2 separate regions of the Columba livia genome follow, and region 2 is linked to region 1. The links are chromatin contacts, called in public Hi-C maps. All regions are on one chromosome and are shown on one strand. The core of a region is the stretch at or near the end of the contact, and the rest is flanking DNA. Distances in the headings are between cores, read along the strand shown.

Region 1 (7,151 bases), core at 245-2,744:
CTTACAGACACGTTTATTTTTCAGTTGAACAACTGAAAGACCAATCCCCTTTCTTTATGTCTGAGCAAGAAATCAAACTGTTTCTTAGTGTCTTTAGCCCTTCGTAAAGTTGCTAGAGCCGATTTTCCGAAAAGGCGCATGCCCAGCAGGAAATCTTCATTGAACGTATCGCGTTTCTCCGTTTTCCCTGAAATGCCCCTGAAAGTGGGGTGGGTTTTCTGGCAACTATAAGACTTCCCTCTTAAGGAGTATTGTTAGAGTATCAGATGTTACTAAATGTTGGAACTTGTTTGGGGGGGGAGAAGGAAGGTTTATTCCATTGGAACTTGTTTTACCTGGCATGAGCGCTGCTGTTGGAATCCATCTCGAGTACAGTACTGCTGCTCCGATAGCGCTCGTGTTTTTCAAGGAAATCATAGGCCTAAAAATAGTCTGCATAAACAACAGTGAGAGGTTTGTACTTTCAGTTCCAGGTTTTAGCAATGTCTTGTTGTTATTTTCTAATTGTCAGTTTCCAAAATCCATTAAGCTGATTAGCGAAATGTTTAAAAACACAACAAAAAATACCCCCCTTGCAGAACCTGGCATAAAATGTTCTGCTTGGATAAATTCAGTGCAGAAAGGCTGGGTCGTGGTACTAATCACCTTTAAGTCTTTATGAACATGTTCTATTCCCACCATTTTTCTAGCATCATCCAACCTGTAAAATTGCTACATGATTTTGATACTGTGGTCGCAGGAGATAATATAATGTAGAAACACTTGTACTAGTTGGAATTCGTGATTGTTGTATGTATTTAACATCCTCTGTGTACCGAACAAGGAGCTTTACTTCTTTTCCTTTGGATTAAAAAACCCCTTACTCAACAGCCTGGGCAAGATGAGGAAAAAATACAGCTTGTTAATTGCAGAACACAATTTGTCATCAATTTTATCCTCGTATATCTTGTCTGTATCTCATCTTTCATGAGGGGAATTGATCTTTACGCTTCATCTCGTGTTTTTATTAGCATGTTTACTAAGCTGCATTTTCACGCGTTTAACATTCTGTAATTCAGCCTAAACAAAAATCCCTTTTCATTTGTCTCTGAAACAAGCCAGTCATGTCATTCCTGGTGCAAAGGGCTTTACACTGGAGCCTCTGTTAAAACACACAATTAGAGTTTTCCTTCCCCTGCTCTCCTGAGGTGTTTTGGGGACTCAGTAGAGCAGCTGGGGCTGAAACGGAGGGTTGAGACCTTTATGGTTTGAATGGGGATTTGGTTTCTGATGGGTGACCCTGGGCCGTGGCTGCGTTTTCCCCCTTTGAAATTCTTGTCGGTGGCCACAGCTACTGCAGTTCCAGCACCCCCACCTGTGCGTGGCGATTTCTGCTTCCTAAAGAGACAAATTCACACACAGGAATTTAAAAGGAAACTTCAAGGAGGTTGTTTTTAAGACCGGGGTTAATCATTAGTGTTGCGGGTAGAGTTAACTGTGGAAGTGTTGCAGGATCTCTAGTAGAGTGCGGTGGGAGGCGTCAGAGCGCGGCCACTCGGCTGCTGGACAAGGGGCCGGGGGCCAGCGGCAGAAAATCTGTTTCCTGGAGCTTTGCTCCAGCTTCGAGTCGCTCAGGAACAACACAGCAAAGCACTTCACAAAGCAGTTCCTTCGGATTTTTGCTCTTGAAGTGGAAGTGAAAGATAATGAGGAGCTTACAATTAATTGGTAAAAATATTTTAAAGACTCCAGGATGTCCTCTTTAGGTCATGCCTAATGAATTGGGAAATAATAAATGTTTTTATACCCATTTGGTCTACCATGGCGACTTCTGCAGAAGGTAAACTGCAAAACTGGTACCAACAATTGACAGAAAAATCAGTATTCCCTCTCACTTAACTGAACTTGAAATGAACGTGATTTAGGGATTCCATTTCTTCACAGAGTTCTAGTGATGATACATTTTTAAAAAATATTCATGCTGCTTTCAGGAAAACTAAATGCAGGCAATTTATTTGAGCCGTTGTTTTAGCGTTAGCAGTAGTGGATTGTATTGTACAGTTTCTGTGAATAAGCGACCTAAAGGGAGCTCCTGGTGTGTGTTAGCGCAGGGAGCAGCGGCGGGGCTGGATCAGCCCGTGTTGGTCCCTCTGCTGGGCCGGGCTGGGCAGTGCAGATGGAAATCCCGCTTTAAGTCTATTCAGCGTTTTGTGGGTCTGAGTGCATTAAAATATAACGAATCGCGTCTGTTACTAAAGCATTACATAGGTTGTCTAATTGGAGAACGAAAAGTTAATAGTTTTCTTTCCTCTCCCCAGTTTTCTAGACAAGATTGACATAGTCAAACAAAATGAATACACACCGTCTGACCAGGTGAGAAACGTTTCATTTAAAAATTACATCATTTATCTGCCTTCTCTGTCCTTGAGGATTACTATCGGATTAATTTTCTAATTGCCATTTGTGGCACTAACACAAGTATTACCGTGTACTGTACACATTCAGTATTCCAGTAAAAATCACTTTGTCAGGTGGGTTGAGATTATGTTTATACCTGTAAATGTGCTGTGAAATGAAAATCTGCCTGGATTCCAGACCTACATCACGCTTCTGGGACGCTAACACTCAAATACCTGTTTGAATGAGTAGTTGATGATGTTTTGCCCCCCTTGCTGAATAACCATCAGGCGCTTTGTTTGCCGCACAGCTGGTTGGTATCTTCTCAGCTCCACTGGCTCCCGCTGTAAACCAGAGTTTTATAAAATCACCTCATTATACAAGATTTTATATCAGAATAGGAATTGTGGGGTTTGGTTTTGTTACAGATGATCTGAGGATCTTCTTAGGACTAAATCCCTAATGCAAAACCACATGTATATTCCTGACTTTCTGCCCATAAATAATGCAGTTAAGCATCTAGTGTACTTCTGTAGGCTAAATAACCAAAATACACATTAGTGGCCCAAAACTTTTGCAGACAGTATTGATGAGGAGCAGTTTGTATCCTTTAAAGTTGTTCAAGAATAAATCATTCATCCTTTTGAAAATAGGAGAGTTTTTTATAAATGAGACTTTTTTTAATGGCTGAAATTGTTATATTTTCCATTAAAAAAATAGTAAAAATATAAGTTATTATATTTGACATTTGGAGCAACTAATATAAGAAGCTTTAAAACAGGTGTCAGTGTTATGTTGGAGGCTAAGGGTGTCACGAGCTCAACTTATGTTTTCTTACACCTAGTGTATAGTACTAAGCATAGTACTATAGAACACAAGTTAGAACAATGTTTAAATACATACATATTTCAATAGAAGTACTAAAATAGCCAGACAACAGTATTTTACTATCAGAAAATTGATGTTAAGCTGTAGCCATTTTGTTTAATGATTTAACAGTGTTGTCTAACCTTTGGATTTTGTCTGGTTTTGACTTTGACTAACCAGTTTGGTACCTGTGTAGTAAGAACAAGATCTTTTCTTGCGCCTGCAGTTTTTACAGTCCGTTCTGCTTACACGATCTTGCCAGCTGCCAGCGTTAGAATTTATCTGCTATTTAGACCCATTGCGAAGAACAACAAAACTTTAAAGTGCTGAAATATAAAACCTGTAGTTGGAATCCAAGCAGTATTTTGTAGGTGGTTTTATTTGGGCTGTGTGCAAATTAGGTTCTTCTAAATCACTTACCCACTAGACACTGTATATGGCTGTCACTGCTTGCTATACATAGTAAATAAAAGCCAATGCAGTTTGTTTTTAATAGGATTTTGTAGCACTTATAACAATTTCAAGTGTTTGTAGCTCACAACTTCTGATCATCATTTTTATCTCTGCAGGAAATCCTAAACTTTGTCTTTGAAAAGCCCAGTTCTTGTAAGATTTAAGTGGTTGAGCTCCCAGTTCTTTGAAAGAAAATGCTGAGACCTGGACACTTGTTTTAAGAGCCAAGCACTGAACAGCGGGGGCAGAGACCTGTCTGCTGGGCTGGGTGTTTGGTGGATGTTTGAAGATCCTGTTGTGTGCCACAGAAATGTCTGAATTCATCACCTCATGTGTAGGGGTGGGCCTGGAAATGGTTCTTCCTATTCCAGGCTTGGCGCTTACAACCTGCTTGTGACAGTCAATATACGTTCCAGTTTGAGCGCACCCATGTGTGTCCACCCTCAACGCAGCTTCATTATGTTCCCTCTTTTGCAGGATATGTGAAGAATTACAAAGTATCTGTGTTTAATCAATGCTTTTCCTTTGTGCTGTAGGATCTTCTCAGATGCAGAGTTTTGACATCAGGAATTTTTGAAACCAAGTTTCAGGTGGATAAAGTAAACTTTCAGTGAGTATCCCTTTTGTTCTTCTTTCTTTTTCCTTTTTAATATAATGCAGACAAATACCAGGGTAAATTGGAGGACAGTCTGCCATATAGTCATGGAGACGACTGTATTTCTCAAGTTGCCGTTGAAGAGAAAGCAAATATTTTATTATTTTTAATTTGGTAGTCTGGCTTTAAAAAGAACTGAAAATTGGTGTGCAATTTTCTGCTTTTATTTTAAATCGCAAAGAACAACATATTTAAAATCTATTTTAAACTAATGCCTTTTCTGAGTATTTGATTTGTTGCTAGGTGATATAGTGAAATATTTGACCCAAAACTTTGTATCTATCTAAGTGACAGAAAATGTATGTTCTCTTTACTGTCCCAGGTTAGAAAGATTGCTCGACCTGAGCAAAAACTGCTGAGTTTTACTCTGGTCTGGTTGACTTCAGTGATACTTGTTTCAGCAAATTACTTGTCATAGGACATTTTTTAGTGCCTCAGCTTGTAAGGGCAAAAATGAATCTGTGACGTACATATATATACACCAGAATTTCCTTCCTTCAAGTGTAGGTGTCAGTGGAAGTAAACTTAGTTCTATTTTGTGATGCAAGCTCTGCGTGTGTATGTCGGTGGGCTGTTACCTGTTCAGGTGCTCATTATCCTCAGCTCCTTTCAGTTTCTATGACATGACATCCTAAAATTTCTTACGTTTTCTGTTTGCATTTGGAGCGGGGAAAAAGGTATTCTGACTCGATTTGTGTTTTTCACTTTAGTATGTTTGATGTCGGAGGGCAACGAGATGAACGCCGGAAGTGGATCCAGTGTTTTAATGGTATGACTAGAATTGACGTTTGTTTTATAAAATGGTTCACTGCAAAATTTTAATGCTCAGTCTTAATTTTGTGGCTGTGTAGAAGCCATCTTCTTTTCCATGTAGTTTGATACGGAATTATCTGAACAGTCATACTGGACGCAATTTTTCTTGACATGTACACTGTAACTGCACAGAGTATCTCTGGGGCACATGTAGGTGGAAAGGACTTCAGGTTTGGTAACTTAACATAGCTTGTCCATTTTCTTCAGCTTTCCTCTCACTCAATTAGGTTTCTTTGGTGATGGGTTTGTCCATTATTTGCCAGAGTTAAATTCCAAACTTCATTCTGTCTTTCAAATGAAGGTTGATTTGTGTTTGTGCCTATACAAAATATACCATTACAGGATAACTAATTTATGCATAAAATCAGACTATGATAAAAAGTTTATGATGGAGTTTATAAATCTGGGGTTTATAAATAGAGAGCCGTGCACATCAATATAAATTCTTGAAAAACAGCCTTAAGGGGAGGGCCCTCACTAAAAATGTGTAAACAAATACCCTCATTTAAGTCACCTGCATGCAAGCAAGACTCCTTGGAATGCTGACAGAGCACCAGCCTCCATATGGGTAAGACCTGAGACCTGTGCTGGCATCTTCTAAACTCTGGAGTCTCAACACTGGTGTCCCCATCAGGTTAGTTCAGGTGACTATATTCTTAAGTCCCATTACAATTTAAATTAGGTAGTTTTGTGTATATCCTGCAGGTACCTTCACTACAGCTGCTCATTTTACTCTGTATCTCTGTTTAGATGTGAAACTTTTCTCTGCACAAGTTTTCTTAAAGCTAGAATTGGTGAAAATATTTTTCTTTGTTGTTTGGACAAAATGTTTATGAAGCAGTGCAAAAGTCTGCCTTTTTGTAGGAAAGTTATAATGAGATCCTACAGAATATAGAACAGGTAGAATGCAACTCAGAATTCATTGTGTTTCGCTACGGTTACGGTCGCAGAGTATCACCTGAACACTTTCTAGATGTGTGGAACTGCTGTGCAGTGTTTCCTTGTGTGCTATTAATACCAGATTTGTTTGGCTTTTACCTCTGCTCCTTCCTTTTCCTGTTAGCTCCTGGTCCGACTCATCTCTTGGGCTCCGCACGTCTGGGTGGGGGAGCGTGGAGGTTGGTGTGAGGGGCTGGAGCAGCCAGCCGGCTTCTGTGACCCCAGGAATATCTCCCAGGAAAGGGCCAGGGCCGCCGAGCAGTGTCGTTCACTGCAGCACTAGAGCAATTCACCAGGAATCCGCAGCAGTCTCCTGTTCTTACTGTTACTGTTCACACAGATTAACAGCGCCATTTCTCCTGAGCTCTTCCCCCAAGGGCATTTCATATTTCTCCTGAGGTTTGGTATTAACTGATGGCTATTTCTCGATTTAGATGTGACTGCTATCATATTTGTGGTGGCGAGCAGTAGCTACAACATGGTTATACGAGAGGACAATCAGACCAATCGGCTTCAAGAAGCACTAAACCTCTTCAAGAGTATCTGGAACAACAGGTCTGTGAATTGAAGTTTTGTTGTTCGTATCACATAAATTACAAATCCTGTCTTATACCATAGTCGAGAATTGTGTAGGGGGCCTGGCTGGGATAGACTGAATTTTCTTCATTGCAGCTCATACGGTGCCATTTTACGTTTTGACCGAAATGATGCTGATAACACGCTGATGTTGTAGCTGGTGCTGAACGGTGTTTGCAGAGCATCAGGGCCTCTGCTCCTCACTCTGCCCCTGCAGCGGGTGGGCTGGGGTGTGCAATAGGCTGGAGGGGACTCACACTAACCAAAGAGGTTCCATGCCACGTAACGTCACGCTTGGCAACAAAATGGGAAAGAAAATGGTTAAGAAGGGTCAGCCATCCTGCTGGGCACTGGTCTGCCCACAGGAGGTGGTGAGTGATGCCTTTGCGTCACTTGTTTTGTTTTCTTCTGTCTTCCACTTATCCTTCACCTATTAAACAATTGTGTTTGGGTTTTTTACTTTTTTTTAATC
Region 2 (7,381 bases), core at 2,539-5,038, 86 kb before region 1:
GAACAGAAACTTTTTTTTTTTTTTTAATTAAAGATCATTATAATTGCTAATGGATGATTGTTTGGGGGCATACGTGAGTCAAACTGTGGTTTTGAGAACACCTTAACCTTCACCGCGTCCTTCGCCCTGTGCTGTAGTGTCTGTGCTGAATGAAAGTATAGGGCCCGTTGTGGATGCCCTTGCCAGGGAGAGGAGCACCTCCACGGGGATGGGTGAGAAAGCTGATAATCATTCAGAACTGAGGGACAGAATTTCCTAAGACTGTGACCATTTTGCAGAGAAGCCAATTAGCGGTTTGGGAAAGAAACAAAACAAAGAACCTCTGAAACCAAAGCAAAGGGGCAGGAGAGGGGTTCAAATTATTCCGGGAAGACATGCTATCTCACAAAGAAGCAAAACTTTTAGAGAGATCTGAAGCAGACTCATTGCTGCTAGAAATGGTGTAACAGGGACAAGAGGTGAATTCAAGCCTGTTTGGGTTCTATTTCATGTGTTATTCCTTGCTTGCGTGTTTTTCTTAGCTTTTTTTATTTTTGTTTGGTGTTTTTTTGTTTTTGTGGTTATTTATTTGTTTGGTTTTGTTTCTTGGGAGTTTTTTGAGAGATGTTGGGGTTTTTTTAAGACTTGGGTGTCTGTGACTAAGAGGTTCCTTTGCCAAGCCTATATTGCTTTCTTTTAGGAGCCCTTTAAGGATGTACTACTGGAAACCCAGAGTTTCTCACAGCCAATATACCCTAGGGTAACGTGCTGAAAGTACTGTCTCCAAAAAATTGTTCAATGAGTGTTGATGTGTCCAGATAGTGGCTTACACCATGGAGTGCTCTTCAGCTCGGGTCTTCAAAGCTACTCAGTAGTGATTCATTCATGATGTATATCTGTCTAGACATGACAACTTGATGCAATAAAAAGGTTTCTGCTCAGGTATTAAGAGACTGTAACAATTACCTAATTGTTACTAGGGCAGGAGGTCTCCAGTCATGGTAGATTATTGCTGTCATGTCTTGCCCTGTCATCTTCTCTGCCTGCAGACCAGTTTGGAGTGTTTGGACCCAGCCAGTGAATCTACATGCTTTTACTGCTTCTCTCCTGAGTCGTTTGCTCCTGCTTAGGGTTTTCACATGGATGCTTCTATTATATAAAGAGACCTGCTGTAGGACACTCTTTGGGGCAGTTAGATACTGCAGTCCATTTTCCTGGCCCAGTGAAAGCTCTGCTTCAGCACTTCACATTCTTAATTTCACAATATAATCTTGGTTTCAGCTCTCTGGTAATAGGAATTCCTTTTTTCATCCTTAGGCAAGGAATTTCTTAGCCTTTTTAACTTTACTCTTAAACCATACTAAGCATATACAGATCACCAAAAATCAGCATTCTTACAGGTTTTGGCTGCACAGTTTGATTTTGTAGCTCGTGCATCTTAGATCGGGTCACTATCCCTCTGCCCATCAGCTCCTCCCTCTGATTAGCCTGGCCAGTGTGCGCTGATGCATTCCCTTTCAGAGAGTCTGAAGTCCAGTCTTTCTACCCCTTTCTCTTCCCTTCGAGCCAGCTTTTAGGGTGGAGAAGAATTAATTCTTATTTCTAGGCTGAAAGTTGGGAGGCAGTCTGTGCTGGTAGATCCTGGTAGCTCTGTTTCTGCTTTGTGCCCATCGTCATTTAGTCTCTTCAACAACAAGGATGATTTCACCCACCATGGAGAGTATGATACCAAATAAATGTAAAGAAACCTTATAGCCAAGGTGATGTTCACAAACTAAAGCAGGGTTATAATTTTGATGGAGAACTATTTTTGGTGCCGTGGTCCCTTTGGCCTGCCAGAACTGTGAATTTATTAACTCCCTCACTAGTTTCCTCACTCAAAGAAAGCAAAACCAGGAAGCTTAAACTGCATTTTTCTTTCAAATGAATATTAATGGCAAACATTATGAGGTACTTGCTCAGCTCTATAGCAATATACGTGTCCATTCATGAGATGGTCCAGACAGAAGAGAGGATTAGGAATACAGAATTTGACTGAGTTCAAAAAGGCAGTGCAGGAACCTCAGGCCCCAAAATATGCCCTGAAAGTTTGACTTTATTTCACACTGTCAGCCAGGATTCTTCTTACAGCACCGTGATATTCATAATAAAGAAATAAATTAAATCCACCCCTTCCTGTATGCTTTACAACACACAGCACTGTGCATGCTCAGCACATGTGTAGTTTTGATAAAGAGACATTATCGAGCCTGAAATAATTTTAAACAAAACAAATAATGTGGCTGCCCAGCACTTCCTCTGAAAGTTGTTCCTTGGACAAATCTTCCTTAACTCTCACGTGTATGGAGTTAATATATTTATCCATCACTAACACCAATTCATAGAAAGAATGTTTCAGAATAAATGTACGGCTGTGTGTTTTATATATAGGGTGTGAAATGCAGTCGTGCAGGAGGGCCCTGCCTTCAGCCTGGGGTTGCTGGGGCCAGGAGGGACTCAGCATCCTCTGCTGCCCAACAGCGCAGAGAAGGCGGGGGACAGCTGTCCCCATGCTGTCCCTGTGCTGTCCCCGCGGGGCTGCTGGCTTATTGGTCACTCTTCTTGTTTATGGGCTGGCAGAGGAGCTGCAGCGGGGTAAGAGCCATTGGGTCCCCTGCCCCTTGCAGCATCCTTGGCTGTTCGGAGAGCAGGATGGCTTTCCATCAAAGCCCTGCTGCAGACAGAGCTGCGATCCCACCCGGGGCAGGGCTGGGGGCTCTCCACGGGCAGCGCTGCAGTCTTTGTCCATGCTGGGTCTGTGGGGAGCCCTGTCACTCGGTGTTGACCCCCAGAAGGGGGTCACAGCCTCCACGGCTGGTTCGGGTCTCGGGGTGCAGGGCTCCTCGCCTCTGAGGAGCGGGGGCTCAGCCACGCCGCCCGCTCTCTGTTTACACAGCGTAGACTAAGCTGTAAAAAGCCGATTGCTTCAGAAGCGAATAGGTCACTCTTAGACAAGAGAGCATGCACAGAGCAATGGAAAAACAAATTCGTTATTGTAACACCAGAGAGCATAAAGCAAACCTGGAGGTGACCTGCAAAAGAACACAGCACTGGGTTCCTGCCCTGTTTGGTGCTTTATGGTGTACAAAGAAAGATTGAGAAGTGTGCAGGCTTTTTTGTTTTTTTTTTTTTTTCTTCCCCCCCCCATTTTCAAAATAAAAAGTATCTTTGTTACTTTGAACGTAGCAAGGATGAGGATTCTGGCTTTCCCTGGTTTTGCTGGAGGGCCTGTGGCAGGAGGACTCGGCAGAATACTAGCAGCTTTCTCAGCATTTTCATTTCGAAAAGAGAGCGTTAAGGTTTTGAACAGAGCCTATTTTTTTTTCATCTAATCTTGCTGAGAATGTCTGAGTTAAAGAGGTGTTAAGAAAAGGAAGGCAGACTATTAAAAAAAAAAATCACTTCCTTTTTGAATAATTATTTTATGATGAAACGTGTAGCAGAAGGGCTTAAAGGTCACCAGTGAGATCAGGGCCCCTTGGTTCTCTGTGCTGTGCAGACATGTCAGCAGTAAACAGCTTACAGCCTATATGAGAGAGGCAGATAAAAGGCAGTTGGAAAAAGAGGCAGGGAAAGGGGAAGAGGCTCGTCCAAGGTCACGCACAGATGGGAGGCTGTGCTGGATCGAACACTCTGCCATAGATCAGGTCTCCTGGATCCTGTTCCACACTCTTTGATCCCCACGCTCATTCCTTCGCCACTGATGTTTTGTGAGTGTTCAAACTGGCCCAGACATCCCCCTGGGCTGGGTCCAGAGGAGGGGATAATCCTTCCCCGCTGCTGGTTTTAATGTGGTAGAGGCAAAATCCCAGTCTTGGACCACAGGTTCTGACCCAGCCTGACCCCAGCTCCTGCCTGGCTCCCACAGCCCCGGCAATGGGCGTCTTTCCTGGCTTTGTCTGAGACACAGCAACCAGGGAAACCTTTCCTTGCACACCTGAAGACTTGGACATAATAAATTGTTTTACATGCATTCCTAAAATCTAAGAGACACACACACACACACACACAAAAACACCCACCAGAAGGACTTATTTGGAACACTGGGAAAGGGTCTAAATTCTGCAACTGCCCTAGGGGCTGTGGGGCACTCTAATTTAACATCAAGGCACTTGAGAATTAATGATGCTGTTAGTTTGCCAGACAGCCAGAATCTCCCAGGAAAAATAGGGTACAAAAGACCCCTATTCTATAATTGTGTCTGTATGTAATTTTAGGATCTAGGCTTAACATATTTCCATCTAAAGAAAAAGATGGGAGAAAATACTCTTTCTGAAAGGGAGCACTTTGAGGCTTTAGCAGTGCGGAGACAGAAAAGCAAAGTCACAGTTCTGTTTTCCTTGCAGATCGTCTCTAATAATGGCTCCTGGTATTGCGAGTATTGTGGTTTGCTAGCACTAAAATGTAAAGTTATTTTGAGCGTGAAAGCCTGAACATCGTTTTATTTAAAAAAAAAATAAAAAAATAAAAAAAGAAAAGTAAAAGGAGGAGAGGAATGTTTACAGCACATTAAAACCTGTGTGACAACTTAGCAAGACCTATTTTAACAATCCTCTTATTCCCCTTCCTGTTATGCGCCATAAAATGAGAACGCGGTGTCAGTGATAAATAATATTAGCACGGAGGGACAGCTCAGCGTGCTGCGGGGTCAGGCCGAGCCTAAGCCAGGCTCAGCCCATCGCACCCCGCGCTGCTGGGGCGGCGAAGCCGGGAGCGTCCCCCCCTCCACCGAGCTCCCCGGCAGGAGGAAGGTTCCGGAGTTCCGTGCTGCTTTGCAGGAGCTAACTATAACCTGGAATTCAGAACGCAGCCTCTGCTACTGCTGCCTCCGTGGGGTTCGTGACCCGAACGTAACGAGGATTAAAAGCAGAATAATTCTTTATTAAAAAAAAAAAAGTTTGTAGTCGGAGGTAGGTCTGCAGCGATTGTTGATAAATATTGAAACTAAATCTGACAAAGGATTGTTCCCTTCTTTTTTTTTGCGATCGGCATTCCATATGTGCTCTGCGGAGAGCGAGGTTGTGCTGCTACGTCTGTTACATAAGAGGGTTGGTTTTTTTTAATAAAGTGCAGTGCAGAATGCGTGAGTGGTGAGACGGAATATCAGGAAAAAAACTGCAAGAAAATAAGCAAAGCTCCTAGGTGCAAAGCTCTTACTCAGTGTTTTATTTCCATAATCCCGGGAGTTCCTTAAAGTTTCTTTTAATGTTTCTGAGGAGAAGCCTCGAAATGAAAGGAGAGAAGCAAGGGTTTTTTTTTTCTTTGGTTTAAAGGAAGGTCTTGGTTAATTCTATTAGTAGACTTTGGGCTTGTTTTTATTTAAAAACAAACCAAAAATCCCTCTCAAGTTTAGAATTTCTGTATGAAAAAATTCTTTATCTTTGCCAGAGAGGGAAGCATCTCCTTTTCATTCTGTTTGGTTTGGAGTATCTGTGCTTAAATGTTTTGTGTTTGTTCTTTATTGAATACATTAGTGGTGCATTAATTTATTCCTGGCAATGCTCGTTTCATTGCGATGGACAGGCTCACTCCCAGATGACAGACAAACTTGTCATTTTACTTGGTGACCCTGCTTTGCCCTCTCAGAGTTTGATTGATAATGGCTTAATTTCCTACCTTGTTTACCTTTTAGTGCTTTTAAAAGTGATTTTTGTTCTGCCCACTGCAAAGGAAACAGCTGAAAAAAAGCACCCACGTTGGATTCTTGCTCCAATTCCAATCCGTTTGCTTTGTTTTTCTTTTTTAGATTATTGTTTGGCTTTAATTTGTTTGTTTCTCCTCTAAACGGGATTGAGATTACTCAAGGGTTCCTTGTTCAGCGGGTCAAAGGGTAATTTGGAGACTTTGAAACCATCTCCCCTTTTATCACCAAGTTTCATTCTTCCGAGAGTCCAAAGGATTTTGCAGGACGATAGCTGGTGGAGGATGTCTCCATCTAAGGAAAGCGTGAGCAGCAGACCTGAGTCACTGCAAGAGGCCACGGGAGCTGTTGTAGTGTTTAAAGCAGATGAAAAAAACACTGATCTAAGTCTAAATCGCAGCCTTAATTAATCCTTATATATAAAAAAATGAGTTTATTATGGATTAAATATGTTGAGACTGATAGGTTTGATACTCACCTACTAGTCACTTCTGTGACCCAGGATGAAGGTCCACAGTTCTGTATTTCTAAAGCTAAAAATTGTAACAGACTTCAAACCAGAGAGGTATCAATACATGAAATTATACATTGTGTGCTATTAAAAAATGTCCTTTAACTGAAAGAGTCAACCTGTCTCAGAGGTAATCGCTGCTTTTAAAAGGGGTTTCGAACCACTCAGCCACTGTGAATTTGGAGGACAGCAAAACAAAGCGTTGGGTAGTGTAGGCTCCTTCACAGAAATCCACAGCTACTTGTTTCTGCATAAGATTTTAATCCTCAAAGGTGCTGTGCACATGGGAAACTTCTTTTGCACCTTTCTAATATAAATTCACACACTGTTTATTTTTTCCCAATACTTTAAATCCCTTGAAAACCTTAGCAGGAAAAAAAAAAAAATCAAAACAAAATAACCAAAACCAATCCATCGTAATTTCTTACGAAGATATGCAGAAGTAATAAATTTCAAGTGAATCACAGATAGGAGAACAATGCATAGCCTTTTTTTTTTTTAAGAAAGCAGTGTATAGACATTATCCTACAACAGCATACATTCAGCTGTGGGGGAATTAGAGGGTTGCAGATTCTCAGTGAGAGAAGATTAAACAGTCTTCCCCTTGAGAGTCCATCTTGACATGATGAGCATCTGTGACCCAAACTCCGGAGCGCAACGGGCTCACAGAGCTGAGGACCAGGGAGAGGAGGGAACTGAGCTGCACGGCTGGACCTGCATCGTCACGTTCGTTGTTCACTGATCCACTCCCTGACAGCTTTAAATCAGAGAGTATTTTCCTTTTTGTTTTGTTTTGGGTTCAAGTTTTTTGTTGGTTGGTTTGGTGAGGGTTTGTTTGGTTGGTTGGTTTTTCACACACACAAGCTTAACTCTCTTTTGATTCCTCCTGCGATGAGAGGATCATAGAGGGGAATGTTACCAACTTTACAGTCCGGGTTTTCAAGTGGAAAGAGTCTAAAGTAAATCAGAGATAAAGGTGTTGCATTCGTGTTCCCCAGATTAATTGAGCTCTGTATCCTTCCATGAGAAAGCCTTGCTGAAAATAGGCTATTTCCTATAAACAGAAGCAGATGAAATTGTACAGTTAGGTCACCACTCCGGCTTTTACTTGTTGAACTACAAATTTTGCATTCTCTGCTGTGTCTCCTCAGCCATGGTAGGAACCGAAATCCAGGCTATTCCAGTGGCAAGGAAGGCTGACAGCCTCCTCA

What was found. Hi-C and Micro-C count contacts between places; a contact is called where the count stands out from the background.
Region 2: a Hi-C map of liver shows a contact between it and region 1, with 3 times the contacts expected there. The contact joins two enhancer-like sites. A contact is called at or near these places in 2 of 2 Hi-C or Micro-C datasets (crop and liver).

Annotation. Positions count from the first base shown.
Region 1 is chr16:9,933,339-9,940,489 of bColLiv1.pat.W.v2, reverse strand. GNAS (GNAS complex locus) reads left to right here. Exons shown (of 12, transcript XM_065032425.1): 6 at 2,298-2,352; 7 at 4,233-4,306; 8 at 5,062-5,120; 9 at 6,538-6,658. Among named protein-coding and RNA genes, the nearest start is that of NELFCD, 14 kb to the right of the region's middle. Within about 2 kb of position 1,494, at least 1 of the 3 cell types and tissues checked has an H3K27ac peak away from gene starts, as active enhancers do.
Region 2 is chr16:10,021,143-10,028,523 of bColLiv1.pat.W.v2, reverse strand. All of the region lies in intron 1 of GNAS (GNAS complex locus), which reads left to right. Among named protein-coding and RNA genes, the nearest start is that of GNAS, 46 kb to the left of the region's middle. Within about 2 kb of position 3,788, at least 3 of the 3 cell types and tissues checked have an H3K27ac peak away from gene starts, as active enhancers do.